2 separate regions of the Gossypium hirsutum genome follow, and region 2 is linked to region 1. A link is a contact called in public Hi-C data. All regions are on one chromosome and are shown on one strand. Each heading gives the region's core, a stretch centred on a gene start, on an enhancer-like site or on the middle of the called end of the contact. The rest is flanking DNA. Distances are from core to core; before and after follow the strand shown.

Region 1 (7,675 bases), core at 3,076-5,575:
ATAACCAACTATCATCTAGAAAAAGTGTTAATTAAGATTAATGTTAATGAATTAATGATTCATTATACTAATTATGATTAATTAATAAGTTAATTATAATATATAAGTTATAATTAAAAAGAAAACAAACATGCTCTTTATCTTTTTCTTATGAAAATTCGAATGTAAGAAAGGAGAAAACCCTTGGTCACGTTCATGCTTAAATCCCTAAATTAGTAACTGATTTCAATCTCGTTTCTTGTAATTTTTATGTTTTTAAAATCGTTGCAATTAGGTCTAGCTAACTTGTATCTCTATTTTCAAAACTGTTATAGATTTTAAAACTTTCTATTAATGAATCTTAGATGTTCTTGATAGAAAATGGTATATTTGGAAGCTATGAAATGTTTAAAGACTATTTTATAAAGTGATTTTTGTTAATTTTGAACATAAGGACTAAGTTTTTAATATCTTAAAATTGATACGTAATTTCTGTGATTTTTTATAATAGGTGGTTGTAATTGAATATATTTGAAATCGGTTTAAATTTTGAAGTCTAAATTTGAAAGTTATGGTAAGTTTGATTTTAGGGACTAAATTGAATAAAACGTAAAAGTTTAAGGAAATTATGTAAAATGAAATTAAAAGATTATAAGCATGAATTTGAGTATTATTATGAGATTGGTATTAATATTTTGAACATTAACTATTATATAGACCAAGTTGTTAACTTATGCGAAAAATAGAAAACTGTTGAATAGTCCTTGTTAGCTAAACTTCTAGGATTTTGTCAGGTAAGTTCATACACTATGAAGTTACTCCTTTATGCTTACATGCTATACTAAGATTGTCGATAATTATTGTTGTTGGACTGGATTTATAAATTATCTCAAGTATATCCCGATGGAATTAGAAAATGCTCGTATATAGGTTTGTGTTCTTGCCTAGCTCCCAGCTCCTGTATATGTTGCGGACTAGAGAATAAAAAATATTAAGCCCTGGCTAGGAAAATATTTGTGTAGGTTGACCGTCTTGGGCAACCAGGCACTAATGTTTCCATCTGTATACTGAGGTATTATTTTACTAAACTTTATCAAGAAGGTCCGTTATTAAAGTCTTGGAGGCTAATCTATGAAGTTGGTTATAGAGCTCTTGTGAATTGGTTTTAGGATTATAGTTGGTTTATTTGGTAATGAAAATACTTATGAATGTTCATGTGATTAAGCTCAAAACTTTATATGTATAATGATGTTGTTTGAATCTTGATAAGGGTATATAATGTGAATTGAAGGGTGAATGTGAGCAAGGTGATCAATTAGAATACGAATTTATGTTATATTTTAAGTTGAATATGGTGCTTCACCATTTGAGTTTATATATGTGGATTTGGTTTAAACCTCAATTGATTGATGTTGTTTTTGGATGTCATGATAGGTGAAATTGTTTTATATTAATTAATGTATTTGTTAAATGGTTGAGGTAAGCTATTTGTTTATATTGTATGAGCTTACTAAGTATTTTATATACTTACTCGTGTTACTACTTTTATGTAAATTTTGGACGTCTGAGACATGTCGACCAGATCGTCAAGAAGCTCACACCCTTCAACTTTTGATTTGGTAGATTTTTTATGTTTGAAGTTGGTTACTTGTGGCATGTACATAGGTTGAATGAACTTAAGCTAGTCAAAATCTGTTTTAGTATAATAGCCTTGTATATGTAAATTTATGGTTGAGACTTAATATTGGATATTTGGTATTTGATTTGAATTATTGATTTGTTGGTGCCAGTAAGGGCACATTGGTTGTTTGATAAAATGATTAGTGAATTGGTGTTTTTGACTTGGAATAGGCATATTTTGGTGTTGGTTTGAATAGAATGAAATGGCATTATAGGTCATTTGGTTTAAATGGTATGCAAAATGCTTAAAACATGGTATTTATGCTGCACACGGGCTACCACTAAACCGTGCGTGTTACACGTTCAAGGTGATTTTTAGTTCACACGGTTTGAGGACATTGGTGTGTGGCCTTGCACCACATGGACTCAGGCCATCAAACAGCCTAGCCACACGCTTGTGTGACCCCTATTTTGCATTTATGCCTATTAATTTGTAAATGTTTCAGATCGGTCCTGATTTAGTTTCGAAATTGCTCAAAAGCTTTCGTAAGCCCAATTAAGACTTGATTTTGATTGTAATGCATGTTTAACATGGAATTAGTTTGTATTTATTGATTATTGAGTATTATTGAATAAATTGCTTGTGAATGTTCCGGTTTACTATTGTAGCATCCTATAGCTTGGGTCCGACGACTAGACTGAGTATAGGGTGTTACATACTCCATGCAGTCACACAATATCCGAAATATATAACTTAGCCAACATTTGTAAAGAGTAATCCGTATAGACAGGTAAGAAATGAGCAGACTTAATTAATCGATCTACTATCATCCAAATTGAATCTTTCTTAATGGGTGTTAAGGGTAATTGTAACACCCCGAATTTGGGACTAGAAGTATTAAGGTTTGTTGGTTAGGTCAGTGGTTTGATAGGCTGTTAACTAAGTATTTGCGTTTTAGAGATAGAGTGAACCTGCTGGTTCGGTGATAAGGTGTTTGTCATTGTATAATGTTTAACACAATTAATATTATTATATAATATGTATATGAATTTGTATGTCATATTTTGGTTTGTTTGTATATAACATTTATGGTTATGTATATAAATTTTTTTATTTGAATTATTATCTATATATATAACGCATGAATTTGGAAAAACTTTTAAATTGATAAAAATAATCTTTATTATTTATTATACTACTAAAATGATATTTGAATAATTTTTATTTTATTATTAAATTTTGAATATTGAAAAATCTTTATCTTGTTTAGGCTTAAATGTAAAAAAAATCCTTAGTAAAAAAACAATTAAGCCCTTAAGAATGTACTCAATTGATCTCTCAATGACAAAAAAAAATCAACTAAACCCATTTTATAATGAAAATTGTCATTCACGAATTTGATTGTTAACAAACACTTCCGTGATTGACAAAATCATTGTGAAGCAATTACATGGCATGCCACCTAGACAAATATACTGACATAGCTTGTCACGTATCATATATTAAAAGAATTAAAATCCTAAAATTATATAAAATATATATACTGAAATAAACTTAGAGAAATGAACATTCAAGTTTATTTGAATTTGAACATCTATTTGTCTAGTTCATTCTAGATGTAGTTTAAAATATTATAAAAAATTTAAAATGTTGTAAAAATATTATAAATTTATAAAAATTATCGATAATTAAGTAAAAAATTCTAACAAAATACAAAAAAATCATAAAATACTATAAAATGTTTAAATATAAATAATATAATATAATAATAAATAATCCAAATTTTGTCCGTGCCCCTATATACCCTATTATGCCTTGCTGTAGAAACACAAAAATCGTGTTATTTGATAAATTTCGTAATCCAAAACTCATATTCATCAAAATGTCACAAATTATATATATATTAAGAAGTTTTTGTGTTCATTTTTCATATGAATTATAGATACAGTGAGTACATACAAATATGATTTTTCATTACTAAAATTTTAATAAATTCGATAGGAACTTAATTTGATTTTCATATCATTAAATTAACATATTACATCATTATATATTTCATATAATCATTAAACTTAAAATTTTTAAATTTTATTAATTACTAACTTTGAATATTTTTTATACATATATAATAATTGCATTAAAAATAATATTATATTCATAATTAATGTTTTTGAATTTTATAATTTAACATAAAGATGTATTGATTTATAAAATTTTAATATAATTATATAATATTTAAAATATATTTTCATAAATTTAATTTTTTTTTAGTTTTATATTGGATCTATCTCGGGCTTAAGTTTGGATTGGTCTCGAGCCTAAGACCGATCATGAGTCAATTTTGGGCTCGAATTATTTTGGACTCGAGCTTTCTCAAATTTGAATTTTCTTATATTTAGATTTTCTTAGATTCAGATTATTACATGCTTGGATTTAAAGGTACGAAGTTTCAGGTTCAGGTCTGTGCACAAAAACAAAAAAAAATATAATATGAATATTAAGTATAATTATATGATCTCAAATGCGATAATATTTTTTTTTCAATTGGTAGTAATTGTGTATTTTATCCTTTTACTTTGATTTAGTCATTAATTGTGTATAATGACAAAATTATATTAATATTAAAAATAAAAATATATTTCCTTCCACTTCCCACACCCCACCCCTTTCGACTCCTTCCTTCTACCATCGCTTTTCCCTCTCTCCCATTGTCCCTCCTCCACCTCGACCCTTTCCTTCTCCTCACCGTCCCTCTCTCTCCCCCGGGCCATCGCTTTCCCTTCCTTCTCCCTTGACTAAGCCAACAACTTGTATTTTCCTCAATTTTTCTATTGGTTGCCTCTCGTTCTTCTTAATTCCTCCACAACATAATTTCCCCTCTATAAAAGCATAAAGGCCAAACATCTTCCATCGCCATTAAAACCAAAACTGCAAACGATCATTAACATTGGTTGGTAATGCCTTTGATTCCACGGCTTTCTGTGCTTTCACTTTCTTTGTTGTTATCTTTGATAATTCTGTTTTAAGTGTTAGAGTATCTGGAAGTTAGTTAGTTGACTGTTAAGATAGCCGTTAGTTTGTTAAAGAAACAGTTCTCAGCTATTGCTATAAATCCATGTATCAGGTCATTAATATGGCTTAATGAAATTTAATATACTTCTTCAGTTTTAGAGTATTTTTTGTTATATTTCAACATGGTATTAAATGTCTCTCTCTTCCTGGGATTGATGCTTTAAGTTTCGGTTCTTTTTGGTTGTTGCATGGATCAACCATCGAGTTCTTCCGCTGTTTAGTCTACTGCACCCACGATGGCGTCCAATCTTGTTAATGGTGTTCTTGATAGCAGTTTCTTCTCTACCAAGAAAGTGAGTATACTTCTTGATGATTCCAATTATCTTTTATGGCGGCAACAGGCTATGTTGGCTGTTAAAGCTTACAAACTGCAAAGTGTTCTTGACTTGCATACCGTACCACCCCCTTCGATGGTTCCAGGTGATGATGGGGTGCTTCAAGAAAATGTTGAGTTCACTAGGTTCGAACAGTAAGATAGCGCTCTTGTTTCCTGGCTTTTGTTCTCGGTAAGTCAAGATGTTCTTCCTCATCTCATTGGGCTTGACACCATTGCTCAGATTTGGAATTCTATTGTAACATTGTATGGTAGCAAAACTACTTCTCGACTGATGTTCTATCGTCATGCATTACACTCTCAACGAAAAGGTGATATGTTTATGAAAGAGTTTTTGCTGAAAATCAAATCCTACTGTGATAATCTTGCTAGCTGTGGAGAGGCTATCAGTGCAAATGAGCATATCACTGCTATCCTTAATGGGCTGCCATTCGAATATGAGTCCATTGTTTCAATCATTCTTGCTGGTCAGCTTTCATACATTGTTCAGAATGTCACAACTATGCTAATTGATGCTGAAGCTAGACAACAGGTTATACTGGCTGAGACTCCTAGTTCTGCCAATTTAGTTTCTTAACAATCTGCACAGTCAGTTACTAATACTTCTGTACCACCTTATCGTGCATCAAATTCTCGGGGTCGTAGGCGTGGTTGCTAGTCTGGAGCCCGTATTCAATGCCAATTGTGTGGAAAAACTAGATATATAGTTGATCGATGCTATCATCGGTTTGATTCATCTTACAAAAGTTCCAACTACAGGCCTTCTTCGCAAGCAAATATGTGCATGTATGCACTTGGTCCTTCTCCTTGGACACTATTTGATGTGTCAGTTATGTCACCTGTGGTTCAACCTTCTCCCAACTAGTCCTATCAGTCAGCGCCTACGTCTAACTGGGCCCATCCATATATGAGTAACTCCACACAACAGGTTTCACCTTCCTCTACTACTGTTTTTCCACCACATGCGTTAATTGCTGCACCTGACACTGTAGGCGACCCTGCTTGGCATCCTGACTAGGGTAACGTATCACCTCACTCACTCTGCTACCTCTCTTGGTGATAATCCATCTCACAATGGGCCAGGTAAGGTGTATGTTGGAAATGGTAGCTCTCTCCCTGTTTTGTGTTCTGGTCAGTCCTCTTTGCTCACTAGGACACGACCACTTTACATGAAATCACTTTTATATACTCCTGGCATTACTAAAAACTTGATATCTATGTCTAAGTTCATAAGAGACAACCAGGTGATGTTTGAAGTTCTCCCGACACAGTGCCAGGTACGTGACTTAAGGACCAATGAGGTACTTTTTAGAGGATCAGTGCATCATGGCCTGTACAAGCTCTATTTGAACGATGCTTTTAGAAATTCTCAACCTATGCGCACGGCACACTATTTTACAGCTAGAACGTCTGTTGCTCTGAGTGTGTGGCACTCTAGACTAGGACATCCTTGTAAAAATGTATTGCTCAATGCTTTACAACATTGTAATATGTCAGTTGATGTAAATAAAGAAGAGTTTGTGTTGCATGTCATCTAAGCAAGGAGCACAAACAACTGTTCTCTTCCTCGATATCTCAGTATTCTGCTCATTTACAATTGGTTGTTGCTGATGTTTGGGGACCAGCCCTAGTGACCTTGAATGGTTTTCGTTACTATGTGGCTTTTACTGATGCCTACACCAAATATTCATGGATTTATTTTTTGCACAAGAAATTTGAGGTTTTGACTGTGTTTTCTCAGTTTCATAGACAAGTTGAGCGCGTTCTTGGTTTACAACTACAGACTTTACAAATAGATGGGGGTGAGTTTCAATCTCTCAGGCATTATCTTGCTCAGCATAGGATCATGCACCGTTTCACCTGTCCTTTCACTTCAGCTCAAAATGGCATTATTGAATGTAAGCATCATCAAGTTGTTGAAACAGGTCTCTCCATGCTTGCGCATGCTTCCATGCCTATATCTTATTGGAGTGATGCCTTTAGCTGTGCCATCTACCTCATCAACAGGCTGCCTTCTGCTCCTCTAAGCTATACTTCTCCATATGAAAAAACTTTATCGAGCCAAACCCAACTATGTTTTTCTCAAAACCTTTGGGTGCTTTTGTTTCCCGAACCTTAGACCATATAATAGTCATAAACTTCAGTTCCAATCCACTTCATGTACCTTCTTAGGATACTCTCCCATTCATAAAAGGTATTGATGCCAAGACAACAATGGTCGAATATACATCACTCGACATGTTACTTTTCATGAAAACACTTTTCCATTCAAAACTACTTGCACCCATTCTTCCACACTCAAAGACCACATGTCAGCTAGTTCCAGGTTGCTTGTTCTAACCCCCAGCCTACCACCACAAAATCCTTTCTCACCCAACATTATGGTTAACAATTCTTCACCATCCACGTCATCCACTATACCTAATTTGCCTACATCGATACCCCTTGTTCAGTCTAGCTTGTAGTCCTATTCTTCTACCTCTAATAACTCTATGGCTTCACCAAACATTACTACATGTGCACAACCTCTACTTCCTACCCCAAAAAATTCCCATCCAATGATCACCCGTAGCAAAGCTGGTATCTTCAAGCTAAAAGCTTATTTGAGCAGTACATGCAAGTCACCTGATATGCCTACTGATGTTCATACAACTATGGCACACACTTGC
Region 2 (7,675 bases), core at 3,557-6,056, 260 kb after region 1:
TATTGATAAAATACAATAGGTACCGATATATTTTAAAAATTATCGATACTTCTTGTAGGGAGCAATTTTTCAATCGATTTAAAATGTTTCAATCGAGTTAAAGAGTTTAAAACCATTTTTGAACTTTGTCCAAAATTTTCTAAGTGTTCAAAATATTTTCTAAAATTTTTGGAAGTCTTGAAATGATTTGTATGCTTTGAACTTTATAATTTCTTTGTTCAAAAACAAACTTTATTCAAAAACATTTTTGTTTGTTATATCAAAACAATTTATCAAATAAAGATAGTTTAACAATTTCATCCAAAAAAAAATTATTGACAATAATCTTTTAAGTTAATAACAAAATATTTATATTAACTGTGAATTTTATCTTTAGTAAGGTTTAAAAGGATGCAACTCCCTATTATCATGGTTTTCAAAATTAAATCAGAATATTCTGTCGAAGGATTGAAAACTAGTTGAGTATCAATTCAAAATAAAGAGTTAGATCGATTAACTCGCAAATCAATATGAATGAATGATTAAATTTATTTTTTAATTTTTAATAATTTATTTAATTAAATTTAAAAAAACTGATCAAAATAATAATACTCACAGCTCTCATTATGAAAATATTATTGATATGAATGGGAATTGGGAAATGACCATTTGAATACGGATAAATTTGGCAGAAATATCTTCCACAGCACATGCAATGCTGGATGCCAGTGAATATTCACATGACTGGAAAAGCTCACAATTTTCTGATGTGATATGGTTATAATCATCATATCAAAAACTTAAATATAATATTTTTCTATAAAATAAATAAATAATATTGAAAATAATATGAAATACATATACTTTATAAAAAAATTTACCTCAGTCAATAATATGGGTAAGCAAAACTCGATTTGATTCGAAAAAATCAAAAAAAATTTTGAATTTCAAATTAATCGAATCGATTTATTCGAGTTATTTGAGTCAAATGAAATATGTAATTCGACTTTCGAGTTCGAGTTGAATTAAATTTTAAAATTCGAATAACTCAAATAACATATTAGTAAAATTACATATTTGGTCTTTTCCCAATTTTGAAAGTAAACAAATTGGTTTCTCTCAACAAAAAAATTAAAAAAATTCTAAATAAATTTTAGAAATCCAACTATTTATAAAAATTAAAAATAGATTTGATCCAATTTGGTACCCAAACTTGACATTTTTTCCTAATTTGGTACTTAATCTTTTTTGTTCAATTTACTTAATTTTTTTGTTCAATTTGGTACTTGTCAAACGTTTTACAAATTACCCAATATACTAAAAATATTATTTTTTATGAGGTAGCAAAAATAATCAATGTATGGCCGATATATGACAGATGATATGATATTTTTGTATTTTATATGTTAAATTACTTTTAGTTTTATTTAGTTTTTTAATTATTTTATTAATTGAAAATAATGAATTTCTTTTAATTTGGGTTTTTTTTCTTATTTAATATTAATTCATTAAGCATAGCTCAATACCTATTTTTTTAGCATGAATTCTCTCTAATACTGACAATATTTTTGTAGCATAAGAAAAAAATTTTAACACTATTAATGTTTTTCTTAATTTGTATAACATTTAATAAATTTACGTACCAAATTGAACCTAAAAAAAAAGCTTAGGTACCAAATTAGGAAAAAATGCCAAGTTCAGGTACTAAATTGGGCCAAAAAAATTTAGGTACTAAATTAGGAAAAAGTGTCAAGTTCAGGTATCAAATTGGGCCAAAAAAAATTTAGGTACTAAATTAGGAAAAAATGTCAAGTTCATGTACAAAATGTTATATTAAGCCTAAAAAAACAATATCATGTCCATTAGAAACAAAAAAAGAATGTATTAAAAAATAAGGCATAATATCTTTTCTGGCCCTCTAACTTAAAAAAATATATTTTAGCCCTCCATTTAATTTTTCGTCTCTTTTAGCTCATAAACTTGCATTGCTTATCAAATCACCCAAAATAGCTAGAAGTTAATGTTTGTTAACTTTGCTGACGCAGTATACACCACGTTTGCAATTAACTAATTATTTTTAAAATTTAAAAATACATTTTATAATTTTTAAAATAATTTTTATATATTATTTTGAATTTTTTAAAAATTTAAAAACTAATTAATTGTTGACATGGCATCCACGTAGCAATTCACATATATGTCACAACAACAATGTTAACTTTTTCATCTATTTTTAGGTGATTTGATAAATAATACAAGTTTAATAGCTAAAATAGAAGAAAGTTTAAATGAATAGCTAAATTAAATTTTTTTATAAAGTTAGAGTGTCAAATAAATCATTATATTAAAAATAAAAAAAATTGATAGACGTTCGTCAAAGGTTCTATTTAGGCTTTTTTTTTAGTATAAATATAAATATAGAGTAGTTTTCTTTACTTTGCCATCTATGCGTTGTTTGTATGTATTAATAAAATTACATTTAATTATTTCTTAAATTTTGTAAAATTTTATTAATAATATAGTTATAAAATTAAAACATAATAATATATAAATTTAATCTTAAAAGCACGATATGATCTTAGGCTAAGTTTAAATAAACAATATTTTTAAAGTAACAAATTACTTTAAAGTATAAATATTATAATGGTAGATTGTATGAAATTTCTATTTTTATATATAATTTCTAATATAAATTTAATTATTAATTAGTGGGTGTAGATTGTTAATTAAATTTAAATATTGTGACCATACCATTATTTATATTTTTCAATATCTATTTTAATTTTAATAGTTTATTTAATTTGTAAAAATAATGATAAACTTAAAAAGATTTTTTTTAATTGTTTTAAAATTTACCATAATTTATTATGTAAAATTGTAAGTTAAATTATTTAATATAAGCAAATTAAAAGAATTTATTATGAAAATATAACTTACAAAACACCGTTAAAATTTATATTTATATATATAAGCGGAATAGTTTATGTTACAAATTTTCACTTCAAAAATGCTTACTTTCTTTCCTTATTCTAAGTCAAAATTTTATAATGTGAACACATTAAAAACTTAAAAATATTGTAATATATATGATTATAAAATCATTTCATTAAAATTAATGGTCAACAATAACCTTTTAAGTTAATAACCAAATATTTATATTAAATGTGAATTTTATCTTTAGCAAGGTTTAAAAGGATGCGGCTTCCATCGCTGATCGAGTTTTAACTCGATCAGAATTGACATTGTTGTCAATGCAGGAGGATGTGGGTTCGAGTGTGATGAAGTGCATTGTCCTCCTTGTTATGGGTTAGAGAGGGGCTATGAGTAGTTTTAGGCATTATGTCAAAAGAATAGATATGATCAAAACTTATAATTAAATTATTAAAAAAAATACAACTTCCTAACATAGTTTTCAAAAGTGGATCAGAAAATTAGTTGAGTATGAATTCAAAATAAAAGAATTAGATTAATTGAGTTACGAATTGAATATTGATTTAATTTTTTCTTTTAAATATGTTATAATTTTAATAATTTATTTAATTAAATTTAACGAACTGATGGAATCAATATTATTGATATGAAGGGAAATGACCATACGAATACTGTATAAATTTGGCAGAAATATCTTCCACAGCACATGCGATGCTGGATGCCAAGGAATATACACATGACCGGAAAAGCTGATAAATTTCTATTGTGATATAGTTATAAATGATGAAAACATAATTTATCATTATATCAAAAACTTAAAAATAATATTGTTCTATAAAATAAATATTATGTTGAAAAATAATATAAATATAATATGAAATACATATACTTTATAAAAAAATTTACTGAACTTAAGAGTATAATGAGCAAAATTCGATTTGATTCAAAAAAACTAAAAAAAAATAAATTTCATGTTAATTAAATCGATTAATTCAACCATTGTTAAAATTTGAAAATAAGCAAATTGATTTTTTAAAATTCAAAATAATTTTTAAAGATCCAAATATTTATAAAATCTCTAAAATTTATATATTTTTAAAAATTTTATAAAAAATAAAAAATTTCTAAAGAATATATAAAAAAAAAAGTTAAAAGGGATTCTAAAACAATAATTTTAGGATTTAAATAAGTAAATTAAGGATTTAAGTTTATCATACTAAACTATCCTTTTTTTCTCTTATTTTGCTTTGAAATTAAAAAAAAATCAAATATATATGGTTTCAAATTTATATACTCTAAAATAGAATTAATTATATGGTAAGAAGATGTTAATTTGACATGTTTAATTTTTTTAATCTAACTCAACCAATCTTACTCAATTCAATTCGATTCAACTCGACTCGAATTAAATTCCATTTCACCCAACCTAATTCAAAAAAATTAAATTAAATTAAATTAAAACAACAAAATAAAATTCATCAACTCAATAAACTATTCTCAACTTAATTTTAATCCAACGCTTACGCTACCTAAAAGTTTGTCTGCTACCGATTTTTGCACTAAAAACAAGAGTAAAAAAAGGAGGCAAAAATACAGCCACGGCTAATTCCACACCGTCAATTAACTTCAATTCATAGTACTAAAATTATAAGATATCGGGAAAAGCAATCCACCAACTTTCAAGTTTTTTTCACGATGAAACAGACATTTGTTGGAGCCCACCAGTTATGAACCCACCTAAGACTGAAGCGTGACTAGTGACCGCAAATTTCCTGCATACTCATACCATGCTAAGGGCCCCCACCTTCCACGTGGGAAGCACTTAGACATTGAGATGAGACTCCTCCTCTCTCATAAAGCCACGTTTTATTGTAGTTCAACGTTGTAATCAGTTCAAATTGGCAGATCCTAGGTGAACTTCAGTGACCACGCCACTTCAACAACTTCCATCACTCCTAACCCAGCTGCACTCAGTGAGTGAACCATCTCGAGTTCTTGAGGTACTGCTAACTTAGCTGATTTTGAGTGATCCACTGTATCAGTTACATAGGTTCCTGTTTCCTTTTCATCACCCTACGTTCTCTTGAAGCTATATAAAATGTTGGGTTTTTGTCTTTAGTTAATTTGGTTTGGTTTTCTTTTTGGTATCAGCTTTCGATCAATGGCAACCCTGACAACCTCACACTTTGTTTCGACATGTTCACATTTCAGCAGCCATGGAGCAGACACTAAGGCCAATCTTGCACAGGTTGGTGCCAGGAATCAAGCCATGACTCACAATGGTTTGCGGTCTTTGAACAAGGTCGATAGGTTGCAGATGAGGACCACCAACGCAAAGGCTGTCGTTACGAAAGCCATGAAACAGGCAGATCACAGGCCTTTGGGAAAAATTATTTGCGGAATAGGGATGAATATAGTGTTTGTGTCAGCTGAGTGTGGCCCCTGGAGCAAAACTGGTGGACTTGGTGATGTCCTCGGTGGACTTCCTCCCGCAATGGCTGTAAGTACATATAAGTAGAGATTTTGGCTTTGGTTTTGGTATTTAAGTGAGATAACTAGCCGCTATTGCTTATTTATCGTTCAATAGGCCAAAGGACACCGTGTTATGACAGTGTGTCCTCGCTATGATCAGTACAAGGATGCATGGGATACAAGTGTGTTAGTTGATGTAAGGTTTCCAATCCTGCTCGATTCAAGAGATATCATATTTTACTTTTTTAGTACTTCATATTCCACTAAAAGGATCTATGTTTGGATTAATTTCTTAAACTTGAGATCCTAATATGCAGCTAAAAGTCGGAGACAAAGTTGTAACTGTTCGGTTCTTCCACTGCTACAAACGTGGAGTTGATCGTGTCTTTGTCGATCACCCCATGTTCCTTGAGAAGGTTTGAAATGATTGTTGCCTTGGTTTAATGTTCCTGGTAAATGATTCTCGTTCAATCAATTTTCTTATGGTCGCTGTTTTGATAATTCAGGTATGGGGCAAAACAGCATCCAAAATCTATGGCCCCAGAGCAGGTTTGGACTACGAAGACAATCAACTGCGGTTCAGCTTGTTATGCCAGGTAAAAAAAAAATTTGCCATGTCCCTGAGTCTAACCATGATATTGTCTCTTTCAAATATAAGTCAACCTAATTTAATGCCATTTTTATTTTGTTTGTTTGTAGGCTGCTTTGGAGGCACCTAGAGTTCTAAATTTAAATAGCAGTAAAAATTTCTCAGGACCATATGGTATGAAGTCCTCCTCTTTAGTTCTAACCTTGAAAGTTTAACTCTCTTCTTCCATGAAATGGTTTAGGCTAATGTGCTTCACCACCATCTTCTGCAGGGGAAGATGTTGTCTTTATTGCAAATGATTGGCACAGTGCTCTTCTTCCATGCTATTTAAAAGCATGTACCAGTCAAGGGGTATCTACATGAATGCAAAGGTATGGTTGATGGCCTCTGAAACGCTAAGTTAAGCAAGCAGAAGATTGGATCTTACATTGTGCGTGATAAATATGTCAGGTTGTATTTTGCATCCACAACATAGCCTATCAGGGAAGATTTGCCTTTGCAGATTTCAAACGTCTCAATTTGCCTGAACGGTTCAAGAGTTCATTCGATTTCATTGATGGGTAATGAAACCAAAAGTGCTGCTGCTGTTACTATTTTTGTTACAGTATTGATGAATTGTTTTCTTTGGTCAAGGATTTAAAAGGTTTTCATCGTCAGGTATAACAAGCCCGTCAAGGGAAGGAAAATTAATTGGATGAAGGCTGGAATATTGGAATCACATAGAGTCTTGACTGTAAGCCCATACTATGCCCAGGAGCTTGTATCTGGTGAAGACAAAGGTGTAGAACTTGATAACATCATTCGTAAAACTGGCATCACCGGCATTGTGAATGGCATGGATGTTCAAGAATGGAATCCTGCCTCTGACAAATACATCAGTGTCAAATATGATGCAACAACTGTAAGTGCTTTCTATAGCATCCAGTTTCCCCGTTGGTTGTGGTATTAGGAGACGCGTTTTTTAGTAACTGTCAATGCAGGTAATGAAGGCAAAGCCATTGTTAAAGGAAGCTCTTCAAGCTGAGGTGGGATTGCCTTGCGACGGAGATGTTCCTTTGATCGGATTCATTGGTAGGCTAGAAGAGCAGAAGGGTTCAGATATTTTGGCAGAAGCTATTCCGAAATTAGTTGCTGAAAATTGCCAGATTGTAGTCCTTGTTAGTGTCAAATTTTAGAATTCCCCCTTCTGTGATTGTTACCGTTGCTTCAACGAGTATAGTATTAATAAAGGGATCTATTTTCCTTTCAGGGCACAGGCAAAAAGGCCATGGAGAAGCAGATTGAGCAGCTGGAGATCCAATACCCTGACAACGTTAGAGCAGTAGCCAAATTCAATGTCCCATTGGCCCATATGATTATTGCTGGTGCTGATTACATTTTGGTCCCTAGTAGATTCGAACCATGCGGTCTCATTCAGCTGCATGCTATGCGATATGGAACAGTAAATGCTTCTGACCATCTCTTTTCGGCAACTAACTGATTTGATTTCATAAGCACTATGTTGTTAATCTTAGTCTCATTGTACCGGATCAAATTAACCTCGATATGCTATCGGTTTTGTGCTATAGGTTCCGATAGTTGCCTCTACTGGTGGACTTGTTGACACAGTCAAGGAAGGATTCACAGGGTTCCAAATGGGAGCTTTCAATGTTGAAGTAAGTAGTAAAAATTATTTGTCTTTGTGTGAAGCTCCGTGAATGATAT

The links. Hi-C and Micro-C count contacts between places; a contact is called where the count stands out from the background.
Region 2: a contact with region 1 is called in a Hi-C map of leaf, with 2.4 times the contacts expected there. The contact joins the promoter of LOC107911823 here to the enhancer-like site in region 1. A contact is called at or near these places in 3 of 34 Hi-C or Micro-C datasets (leaf and petal).

The regions. Positions count from the first base shown.
Region 1 is chrD08:39,735,661-39,743,335 of Gossypium_hirsutum_v2.1, forward strand. No RefSeq gene overlaps it. Among protein-coding and RNA genes, the nearest start is that of LOC107911857, 33 kb to the left of the region's middle. Within about 2 kb of position 4,326, at least 2 of the 9 cell types and tissues checked have an H3K27ac peak or open chromatin away from gene starts, as enhancers often do. A contact at or near this core is called in leaf, where this site is marked.
Region 2 is chrD08:39,993,732-40,001,406 of Gossypium_hirsutum_v2.1, forward strand. LOC107911823 (granule-bound starch synthase 1, chloroplastic/amyloplastic-like) reads left to right here and starts at 4,807. Exons shown (of 15, transcript NM_001327055.1): 1 at 4,807-4,910; 2 at 5,062-5,410; 3 at 5,498-5,578; 4 at 5,700-5,798; 5 at 5,889-5,978; 6 at 6,082-6,145; 7 at 6,243-6,302; 8 at 6,305-6,342; 9 at 6,422-6,531; 10 at 6,629-6,872; 11 at 6,952-7,128; 12 at 7,221-7,412; 13 at 7,540-7,626. The coding sequence starts at 5,072.